3 separate regions of the Mus musculus genome follow, and regions 1 and 2 are each linked to region 3. A link is a contact called in public HiChIP or PLAC-seq and promoter capture Hi-C data. All regions are on one chromosome and are shown on one strand. The core of a region is the stretch at or near the end of the contact, and the rest is flanking DNA. Distances in the headings are between cores, read along the strand shown.

Region 1 (3,388 bases), core at 591-3,090, 180 kb after region 3:
GGGTCTCCATTAGCTCCCAAGTTCAAGCTCTCCAGGATGGACTAGGGGTGTGGCCAGTGGGCTGTGTGCTCTCCTGGCGTGCATGAAGCTCTGGCCTAGATTTCCTGCATCAGTGAACCAGGTGTGGCAGAGGCACAGGCCTACATGGAGGCACAGAATTAAGGTCATCCTTGGCTACACGGTATGTTTGGGGCCAACCTTGGCTACGTGCGATTTTCTCAAAAACACTGAGCCCGGAAGAGATGGCTCAGCAGTTCAGAGCATTCAGAGGACCAGGATCTCCAGCACTCATGGAGGCTCACATCCATCTGTACCTCATAAGGCACTGCGCACATGTGATGCTCAGACATGAATGCTCTCTTTCTCTTTCTTTCTCTCTCTCTTTTTTTTTCTTCGAGACATGCTCTCAAAACACACACATAAAACTTTTAAAAATAATAAGACTAAGCCAGGCAGTGGTGGCACAGGCCTTTAATCCTAGCACTTGGGAGGCAGAGGTAGGTGGATTTCTGAGTTTGAGGCTAGCCTGGTCTACATAGTGAGTTCCAGGACAGCCAGGGCTACACAGAAATCCCGTCTCGAAAAAAATTAATAATAATAATAAAATAATAGCAATGATAATGATAATACCAACTTAAAAAAACAATTTCCTATGAACAAGTACTGTTTTCTCAATCTGATTTAATTAAGAAAAAAAAAAAGGCAGGGCTGGTGAGATGACTCAGCGGTTAAGATTGCCGACTGCTCTTCCAAAGGTCCTGAGTTCAAATCCCAGCAACCACATGGTGGCTCACAACCATCTGTAACAAAATCTGATGTGCTCTTCTGGAGTGTCTGAAGACAGCTACAGTGTACTTACATATAATAAATAAATAAATAAATAAATAAATAAATAAATAAGAAAAAAGGGATTAAAGTGGAGGCTGGATGGCTCTGAGGGTCAAAGTGCTTGCTGGGGAAGCCTGCTGACCTGAGTTCAGTTCCCAGAACCCACTGTGGGAGAGAACTGACTCCCCCAAGTTATTCTCTGACCTCCACACATACTGCATAACACTCATGTGCCTGCTCATGCGCACAAGTGCCCATGCCATATGCTCATATGCAAATAATAGTTAATAAATAATAATAAATGAAAATAAAAATTTAGATCCAAGAAGGCTGGTATGGTGGTGCATATAACCTATATAACCCTATATAACCCTAGCATGAGGCCAAGGCAAGAGGCTAGCCTGGGCTACATAGAGTTCCAGGCTAGCCTATGAACAAATGGAGACCATATCTGATTTGAGAGAGAGGGAGGGAGGGAGGGAGGGAGGGAAGAGGAGGAGAGAGAGAGAGTATCCCAAAGAATGTTTCATGCCTTAACAACCTTGAGACAAACTCCACGACTCGTCCAGACTCAGTCTCAGCTCTGGCCTTGAGCTTCCCACAGTTGAGAGGAAGGGTGGGATAGTTTCAGGGCAGAGGACCCGGGCTTCTCTGAGCCTCCACACAGAGACTGCAAGGCCAGCCTGGTAAACAGGCAGTAGCTGAGCATTTTCAGCTAAGGATGGAGAAGCCCAAGTCTCCTGGGAGACCTCGGCCCAGAACGTCAGCACCACTCACAAGGGCCCAGGCACCTTGCAAAGGCGGGCTCCTTGTCCCTTGGGCCCCCAGCCACTCCCCATGGTTTTTCGAATCAGACTTACCGTGCCCAACAGAGCATGGGGCAGCTGCCTCAGGGCCCAGAAGCAAACGACTCTGCCTCAGTGACAGGGCCCCAGTCCACACTGCCAGACACTTGTGGTCCCAATCTGCCCGCCAACCCCCAACGGCAGGGTGTGGAAGAAGGAAGCGAGAATGAGGTTACTCAGGCTGGTCACGTGACGCGCCCACACCCCCTTGTTTGTGACAGCTTTGGTGACAAGTCTGATTAAAGCTGGGTGGGCAGTGTGATGGCGGTTTGTTGGGACTGATAACAATCTTGAAAGTTCAAGGAAGGTATGGGGGGTGCTTACTGTGAGGGGACCTCTACATGAGACCTCAGAGAAGAGTCACAGCCTTGTTCTATGGGCAACTGGAGAGAGGCAACCAGAGAGAACCCCTGCCATGGAGGCAAAGGCCAGACAGAAGGGAGGGAGGGTCTCAATGGAGATGGAGAATGGGAGGCAGAGGGGCAGGAACTGCAAATCACCCACCTTTTTGGAGCTTATGCATAGAGTGTTTTTTGTGTGTGTGCATGCTGGTGTGTGCACACGTGTGTGCTTGTGTGCACATGTGTGTATGTATGTGTGTATGTGCATGCATTTGTACATGTGTATGCTCATGTGTGTATGTGCATGCATTTGTACATGTGCATGCTCATGTGTGCATGTGTGTATACATGTGTATATGCACATTTGTGTACGTGTGTGCATGCATGTACACGTGTGTTTGTACATGTGCTTGTGTGTGAGTCACATGCATTCTTGTGCATACTCCCCAACCTCTCCACGTCTCCACAGCTCAGCTTGGCCTCAGGATCCTCCTTTCTCTGGGGCTACGAGGCTTTTCCTCTCACAGGGTTCTACATAACTGGGTGTAGTGGCTCTCACTTTTAATCTTAGTGGTGGGGATGCCAAAGCAGGAAGAGTACTGTGGGTCTGAGGCTAGCCTGGGCTAAAGTTACTCGCCAGGCAGTGGTGGCTCGAACCTTTAATCCCAGCACTTGGGAGGCAGAGGCAGGCAGATTTCTAAGTTTGAGGCCAGCCTGATCTCAGAGTGAGTTCCAGGACAGCCAAGGCTACACAGAGAAACCCTGTCTCAAAAAACCAAAAAACCAAACCAAACCAAACCAACAAAAAAGTAAGACCCTGTCTTAACTGCTCCATGAAAAATCCAACAGTCAAGGACTCGCCAGACAGGGAGGGTCATTCCCCAATGGATTTCTCCCTTATCTGTTCCTTTGCCCAACAGATTTCCTTTGCCTGTATCTCAGGTTGATCAGCAGCCTTGGTCTCATACAATCCCCCTTGTCCATGGGATGGTGAGGCCAGCCAGTAAACAGGCTGGTAGACCATGACCACATACCCTCCAGTAAAAGCGACACTCCAGGGTGAGCTACGGGGTCAGGCAGGAGATGAGGTGAGATAGATGAGGTAAAGACTGGAGGTCAAGCATGCACAGTGTGGATCTGGAAGTGGACAAAGGGATTAGCCTCCAGGGTCTGCCCTGCAGTTTTGCAAAGCCAGGCTCAGGACTCTTGTAGAGAGAAGGCCATACCCTGCCTTGCATGAAAGTTGTTTAAAAACAAAAGCCAGAGGGTGAGGTAGTGTGTGCCTGTCGTCCCAGAACTTGAAAGGCTGAGGCCAGTCTGGGTTATACAGTGCCAGGCCAACCAGGGTCACATAGCTGCCTCAAAATACAAACC
Region 2 (3,181 bases), core at 106-2,605, 150 kb after region 3:
CCACAGCTAAATGTGGCTTCCGGTCAGATGCCAGTGGTCATTCCCTGCCAACCCTCAGATTCCCACCTGAAGACATCCCAAATTCCACTCGTTCTGTGGAAACAGCTGGAGGCTGTGAGCTGGATACCACAAGAGGTAGGAGAACCACAGTAAGGAAGCGAGCCTTAAAGGGATCCCTGGGGACCTCTGACTGCACACGGGTGAGAGCTGGGAGGGGTCGCTCAGGGCTCCATGCAGGGGTTGCACAAGGTTCCATGTGCCATGGGAGTCTAGTCCGGTCCCAGGCTTCCACTGCAGGAAGTAACTACAGAGTTGCCCTCAAAGATAGCGAGAAGGTATTTACGAAGACACAAATGCAAGATGGTTCCCAGCAGCTGGGCAGGATGTGGAAAGGTCCTGAGGTGGTCGAGAGCACACACAGTGCCACGGAGGGAGGCAGCTCTGGAATAGTCTCAGGCCAGCATGGGTGAACCAGGTCAGCAGGGACAAAGAACTTTGCTTGTTTGGGGCCCCGATCTTAACTCTATGTCTGTGTCAGTGGTTCTCCGTCTTCCTAATGCTGTGACCCTTTAATAAGGTTCCTCAGGTTGTGGCGATCCCCCCACCCATAAAACTATTTCCTTGCTACCTCATAACTGTAACTTTGCTATTGTTATAACTCACAATATAAATAGCTGAGATGTAGGATATCTGATATGTGACCCTTTGGGGCTTGCGACCCACAGGTTGAGAACCACTGATCTAGGCCATTGCCTGGAACAAAACGGGGCTCAAAAAATATGGTGCTGGCTGTTTGAATGGGGCCTCTGCCCTCTGATCCTGCGTCTTCAGGCATTGGGCAATTACGGGAGAAGCTCCATCCTTCTTCAGTGTCTCATACCACGTCCCGCGGTTTCTGGGACATGTGTGGGGCCCTGCTGTGGTATCTGTGGGGCGTGGCCAGGCCTGTGGTGTGGAGCACAGGCTGGGCAGTACGCTTGCAACCCATAATTTCAGGGGCCCAGAAAGAGCCAGGGTTTCTGCTCAAACTGAAAACACTTCAGAGACCCTGCCCTGAACCCCTTGCAATTAGCAGCAACACGACCCTGTTCAGCAGCCCTGACCAGTGGAGCTTGGGAGGGCCGGGTAACGCCCTTAGCTTAGGTCTCTACTGAGACTGTTCCTCCTGGCTCCTGCAATGCCAGCCCACCACAGTCCCCAGTCCCAGCCCCTTATGGGTCCAAGGCCACATCTCATTACATAACCCTGAGCACCAGGGCCTGCCATCCAAGCAAAAATAGCTGGGCCTTTCATGTGGCTAGGGAGTCGTGAGCTGCAGCACCACCACAGCCCAAGTCTGGCCTCTGGAGGGTTATCCTGGAGTAGCATCCTGCCTGGGGCTCCCAAGAGGCACGGTAGCTATGTCTGACTGGACCAGAGCTCTGAGGTTGCTATGAAACCAGCCTGGATCTCGGTTTTCTCATCAGAAAACAACCTACATTCACTCATTGCTCATCTGTTTATTGAGCATCTACATGTACCTGGAACTCAGAAAGCAGGGCACAATACAACCAAGCTGTGCCTCAGTTTCTCCTTTTGGACCAGGGTGGCTTACTACCTCTGGGCATCCTGTGGTCTTCTGTGTATTTTCCACCATGTGCTGGTGGGAGAGAGAAATGGCTGGGTAACATGGACAAGGGTCTTAGTTTCTAAAAAGGACTGCAAACCTGGCCTAGGAGCCAGCGCTCGCACTCCAGTACGTATGTGCCCAAGAGGATGAAGACACACCCACACAAGTGTCCGTGGCGGCTTTCTGCACAGCAGATCCTGAACTGGAAACATCCCAATACTCAGCAGGAAGTTTTGCACACACGTGTGATTTCTATTAGTAAATTTTCTTCTCGCCGAGACCACGGGACAGAACAACTTAAGACGGGAAGGTTTTGTTCTGGCTCATGATCTCAGAAGCTTCAGCGGAGAACGTCAGGGTGGATGGAGTTTGTGACAATGACAAACTGTTTATCTCACCAGTGGACAGGAAACCAAGAGAACCGGAACACAGAATGGGGCAAGATGGAGCTCTGAAGACACCCAAGTGACTCACCACCCCAAAAGCTTGACCTCCTACCAGTCACCCACCCCCAGCTCACCCACGAGCTCAGCCTTCAGGATCTAATGGCCTCTGGAGATGACCTTGGAGCCAACAAGAGGTGGAGTTTCATCAGCCTCCTAGACATTTGTCAATCTAGTCAAAATGACATCAAGACCGGCTATGACAAGCTGGAGATGCAGGCATTGCTTGGCTTTTTGTTGCCAACATAAAGGGAAGCCAGATCAAGAACTCAGGCAGGAACATGGCTTGCTGGCTTGTTTTCAGGCCGGTGCTTAACTGGCTTTTTCATACAGCCCAGGGAATGGTGCTGCCCACACTGGGCAGGGCTCTTCTACATCAATCAACAAGACAATCCCGGACTCTTCTCAGGGGATAGGCAGTGTCCAGTTCACAGAGCTAAATAGAACAATAGAGCTCAAGGGGCTGAGCGCTTACACACGAGGCCCAGAGTTCATCCACAGCAGCGCAGAAAGCAGGCATGGTGGCACATGTCTGTAATCATATAAAAATATGGAAGCAAAAGGATCAGGAGTTCAAAGACATCCTGGGGTACATAGTGAGTTCAAGACCAGCCTGGGCTACATGAGAGCCTGTTGCATGAACAAACAAACAAACAAGTGTACACACACACAGTTTGTACATTTAAAGTTTGCCTCTCATGCATATGGTAGCCCACAACTGGACAACGGAGAAGGACAGACTAAACTCTCCACACACAGAGCAAAGGAGCACAGTCCGTGTGGTTCTAGGACAAAGGGCAGACTCGGCTGTGGGTTGGGACGTCAGTAGAGTAACTCTTACAGAGTTCTGGCTGGCAAGGGGCTCAAGGAATGGGGTGGTTCTGATACTGTGGCCTTTAGACCTGGGTCTCGCACTGCATGGAAAGGTCCAGCTGGACACTGGACATCTGCATGGTCTAACCAGATGATGACTCAATTCAAAGCTCTTCAGAACCCACATCCCTCCGCGGGGGGATGCACGTACAGCCGGAGGACAGGGGTCCCAGGATTTCCTGTGGCCGGGTGGCCAGCCAGCTGTGGCTGCCTTGTAAACATTTACATTCTCGCTGTGGAAGGAGCCACTTTATGA
Region 3 (2,934 bases), core at 215-2,714:
CAGAAGCCAGAACCACAGATCCCCTTGGAAAGGGGAAGGAGAGAGAGTTAAAGGGAAATCAAGGCTTTCTTAAGACACAGCAAACACAAGACCTCCTCCTCCTCCACTTCCTCACTGTGTGACCTCAGACCTGTGGCCTGTCCTCTCTGAGCCACATCACATAAAGAGTTGCAAGCAGAAGTCAGGAAGATCCATAGGGCTCACTGCCCAGCCAGCTAAGCCTAGTCAGTGAGCTCAGGGTCCCAGCGAGAGACCCTGCCCCATCACATAAAGAGTTGCAAGCAGAAGCATCTCAAGCAGAGGCAGGCAGCCCTAGTGTTAAGAAGGCTTCAAGGCTATTGCACCCCTATGCCATGCCATGTACAGCGTCAGCAGGAAGAAATTGCCATGACCAGACAGCTCACATATCTTTAAAAAAGGGTAGTGAAGAACTGGAGCGATGGCTCGGTGGTTAAGAGTACCAGCTGTTCTTCCAGAAGACCCAGGTTCAATTCCCAGCATTGACATGGTTTCATCAGCATCTGTATGTAACACCAGCTGTAGGGGAAGTTGATCCTCTTTTGTCCGGGACTCACGTGCACTCACATGCACAGACCCACATAGATATTGGCATGCATATATATAATTAAAAATAAAATAATTTTAAAACATGGTTTCTCCATGTAGCCCTGGCTGTCCTGGAACTCACTCTGTAGACCAGGCTGGCCTTGAACTCACAGAGATCCTCCTGCCTCTGCCTCTCTCTGGGTCTATGAGAGACCTTGACAAGGCTTATGATAATCAGAGAGTGACAGAAGAAGACACCCCACGTTCTCCCTCTGCCTGCACATCTGGACATCACACAGAGCATCACACACACACAGTGATATGGGGTCACCTATGGGAATATATCCACGGGACTAATACACAAAGCAAAACTATCCCACAAAGTGTTCATGGCAGCGCTGGTCACTCAGAATACTAAAAAACAAAAAGAGAAGTGGACCTCACAGTAGTTACATGCCCCCAAGGCCAGCCTTTGTCAGCAGCCACTGAACTGTCCTCTCGGGAGCCGGAGAGCCTGACGGGGGTGGTCTGTGGCACGGCACAAGTGGGCTTTGCTCTGAGTCGAGGAAGGATTCATCCTCACGGATGGCCTGCGGTGGCCACGCTGGTTTTCACAAACACCAGCGTCGCTCTTCAGCTCTGATTCTATGCTAGAAACTTTTCCTTTGACACACACCCAAAGAGGAGCTCCAGTCCCTGCCTGCGCGTCCCTTCCCGCCCTCTGCAGGACTCAGAACCAAGTGCTGTACCTTCTCTCCAATATCCCCCTCCGGCTCCTGCGACTTCAGGGTTTGAGAACTCGCGCTCTGGCCTCTTTCTCAGTTGTTCTGGTAGTGGCTGTTTGCTTGGAAGCATTTCTTCCATTCACAGAAGATTTCGTCTGAGCCCCGCGGAGCACAACATCCTAAGAGCCTCCCTCTGTCCTGTGTTCTGTGTGGGGACAGGGACAGAACTCAGCCTGAGAAACAGCTGGAGCGGGGAGGGGCGGGAGGAGCAGGAAACAGCCTGGGGAGGGCGGGGGCGCCAGCTGTGTGGAGTGGGCCCCCCGCCACTCCCCCAGAGGAGGCTTCGCCTGCCAGCCAGGCTGGGCTCCTGGGTGGTAACGGCCCACTAGGAATGACCCGCCCCTTGTCTGGGCGCACAACTGGAGCCGCAAATGGAGCCTTGAAACCAGGCTGCTGGGGAAGTTACTCCTGACCGACCTGAAGACCCACCCGCAGCTGGTTATCTTTGCCCGCAGTAGGGACGGTAGCAAGCCCTATGGCCTCTTGCCTGCTGTTCCCTACTTCTGAGTGCTATTCTTGCCCCTAGTGTGGCCAGATGGCTTCCAGCTCCTTCTCCGTGATGAAGAAACCTCCCCTGACAGACTACTCTGGGTTTCCACATCACAGCAAGCACTGACAGAGGTATCACGCTGTCCTGCCTGCTGCCTGTCTTCCCCAGTCTGTCCCCACCACCTGATATAGTGCCTAGTTTATTGGCACCGACAGCAACAGAATTGTTGAAGTAGCCAAGAACAAGGCAGGGTACTGGGCACTCAGTACACAACCTTCACAGTGCTAGGAACTTGATACTACATCCTCCCTACGGCAGTGGTGGTTGTGGACAGGTATTTTTATTACCCTTGTTTATTGGTAAGGAAATTGGGGCACAGAAAGGTTAAGTTTCTTACCCTATGCTACCCAGCTAGGAGATGGCAGAGCTGGAGCCCAACCAGGCTAGATCCCAGTCCTCAACCTCCAGAAGGAAGACATAACAGTCCTTGGCCTGTGTGATCCATAGCAAGTGCTTTGGTTGAGAGTGTCATGCATCACCATGCCTGCTGCAACGGGGCTGGAAGAGTAGATCACGCATGGCGGATGGAGATGCTGAGGCCGTGGACCAGAATCTGTGCCCAGGCAGCCGGCTCGGGCTCACAGCTAAGACCAAGCTGAGGTCTGTCATGGTTGGAAGCCCTGCTGCCTAAAGCTACTTACAGGTGAGGAGAGGGGAGAGAAAGAAGAAGGAAAGGAAGCAGGGGAAAGGTAATGGAGAAGGGTGAGGAGAGAGAAGAAGGGGGGAAGTAAGGGGGAGGAGAGAGAAGAGGGAGAGGAGGGGAAGGAAAAGGAGGAGAGAGAAGAGGAGGGAGGGGAGGGGAAGAAAGGGGGAGAAGGAGAGGAGAGGAGAGGAGAGGAGAGGAGAGGAGAGGAGAGGAGAGGAGAGGAGAGGAGAGGAGAGGAGAGGAGAGGAGAGGAGAGGAGAGGAGGGGAGAGGAGAGGAGGGAATACAGAGGAGGAGGAGAGAAGAGGGAGGGGAACAAAGGGAGGGGAGGAGAAGAGGGAGGGGAAGAAAGGGGGAGGAGAGAAGAATGGAGGGAGGGGAAGGAAGAGGAGGAGAGAGAAGAGGAGG

The links. Promoter capture Hi-C pulls out the DNA fragments that hold promoters and counts their contacts. HiChIP or PLAC-seq counts read pairs in DNA pulled down with a chosen protein or histone mark.
Region 1: an H3K27ac HiChIP or PLAC-seq map of microglia shows a contact between it and region 3, with 4 times the contacts expected there. The contact joins the promoter of Selplg here to the promoter of Cmklr1 in region 3. A contact is called at or near these places in 3 of 39 promoter capture datasets (hippocampal neurons, liver and pre-B cells), 3 of 484 Hi-C or Micro-C datasets (cerebral cortex and natural killer cells), 3 of 115 datasets of contacts at active chromatin or transcription factors (memory CD8 T cells, microglia and neural progenitor cells) and 2 of 9 other capture datasets (adipose tissue and liver).
Region 2: a contact with region 3 is called in a promoter capture Hi-C map of pre-B cells, with 2.7 times the contacts expected there. The contact joins the enhancer-like site here to the promoter of Cmklr1 in region 3. A contact is called at or near these places in 2 of 39 promoter capture datasets (macrophages and pre-B cells), 1 of 484 Hi-C or Micro-C datasets (pre-pro-B cells), 1 of 115 datasets of contacts at active chromatin or transcription factors (microglia) and 2 of 9 other capture datasets (liver and pancreatic islet).

Annotation. Positions count from the first base shown.
Region 1 is chr5:113,828,661-113,832,048 of GRCm38.p6, forward strand. Selplg (selectin, platelet (p-selectin) ligand) reads right to left here and starts at 1,841. Exons shown (of 2, transcript NM_009151.3): 1 at 1,689-1,841.
Region 2 is chr5:113,803,441-113,806,621 of GRCm38.p6, forward strand. It overlaps Gm42004 (a long non-coding RNA gene), which reads left to right. Exons shown (of 5, transcript XR_878692.2): 3 at 1-135. Among named protein-coding and RNA genes, the nearest start is that of Gm42004, 4.5 kb to the left of the region's middle. Within about 2 kb of position 1,356, at least 35 of the 459 cell types and tissues checked have an H3K27ac peak or open chromatin away from gene starts, as enhancers often do. A contact at or near this core is called in pre-B cells, where this site is marked.
Region 3 is chr5:113,648,926-113,651,859 of GRCm38.p6, forward strand. Cmklr1 (chemokine-like receptor 1) reads right to left here and starts at 1,465. Exons shown (of 3, transcript NM_008153.3): 1 at 1,296-1,465. Gm52823 (a long non-coding RNA gene) reads left to right here and starts at 1,819. Exons shown (of 3, transcript XR_003955975.1): 1 at 1,819-1,952; 2 at 2,233-2,524.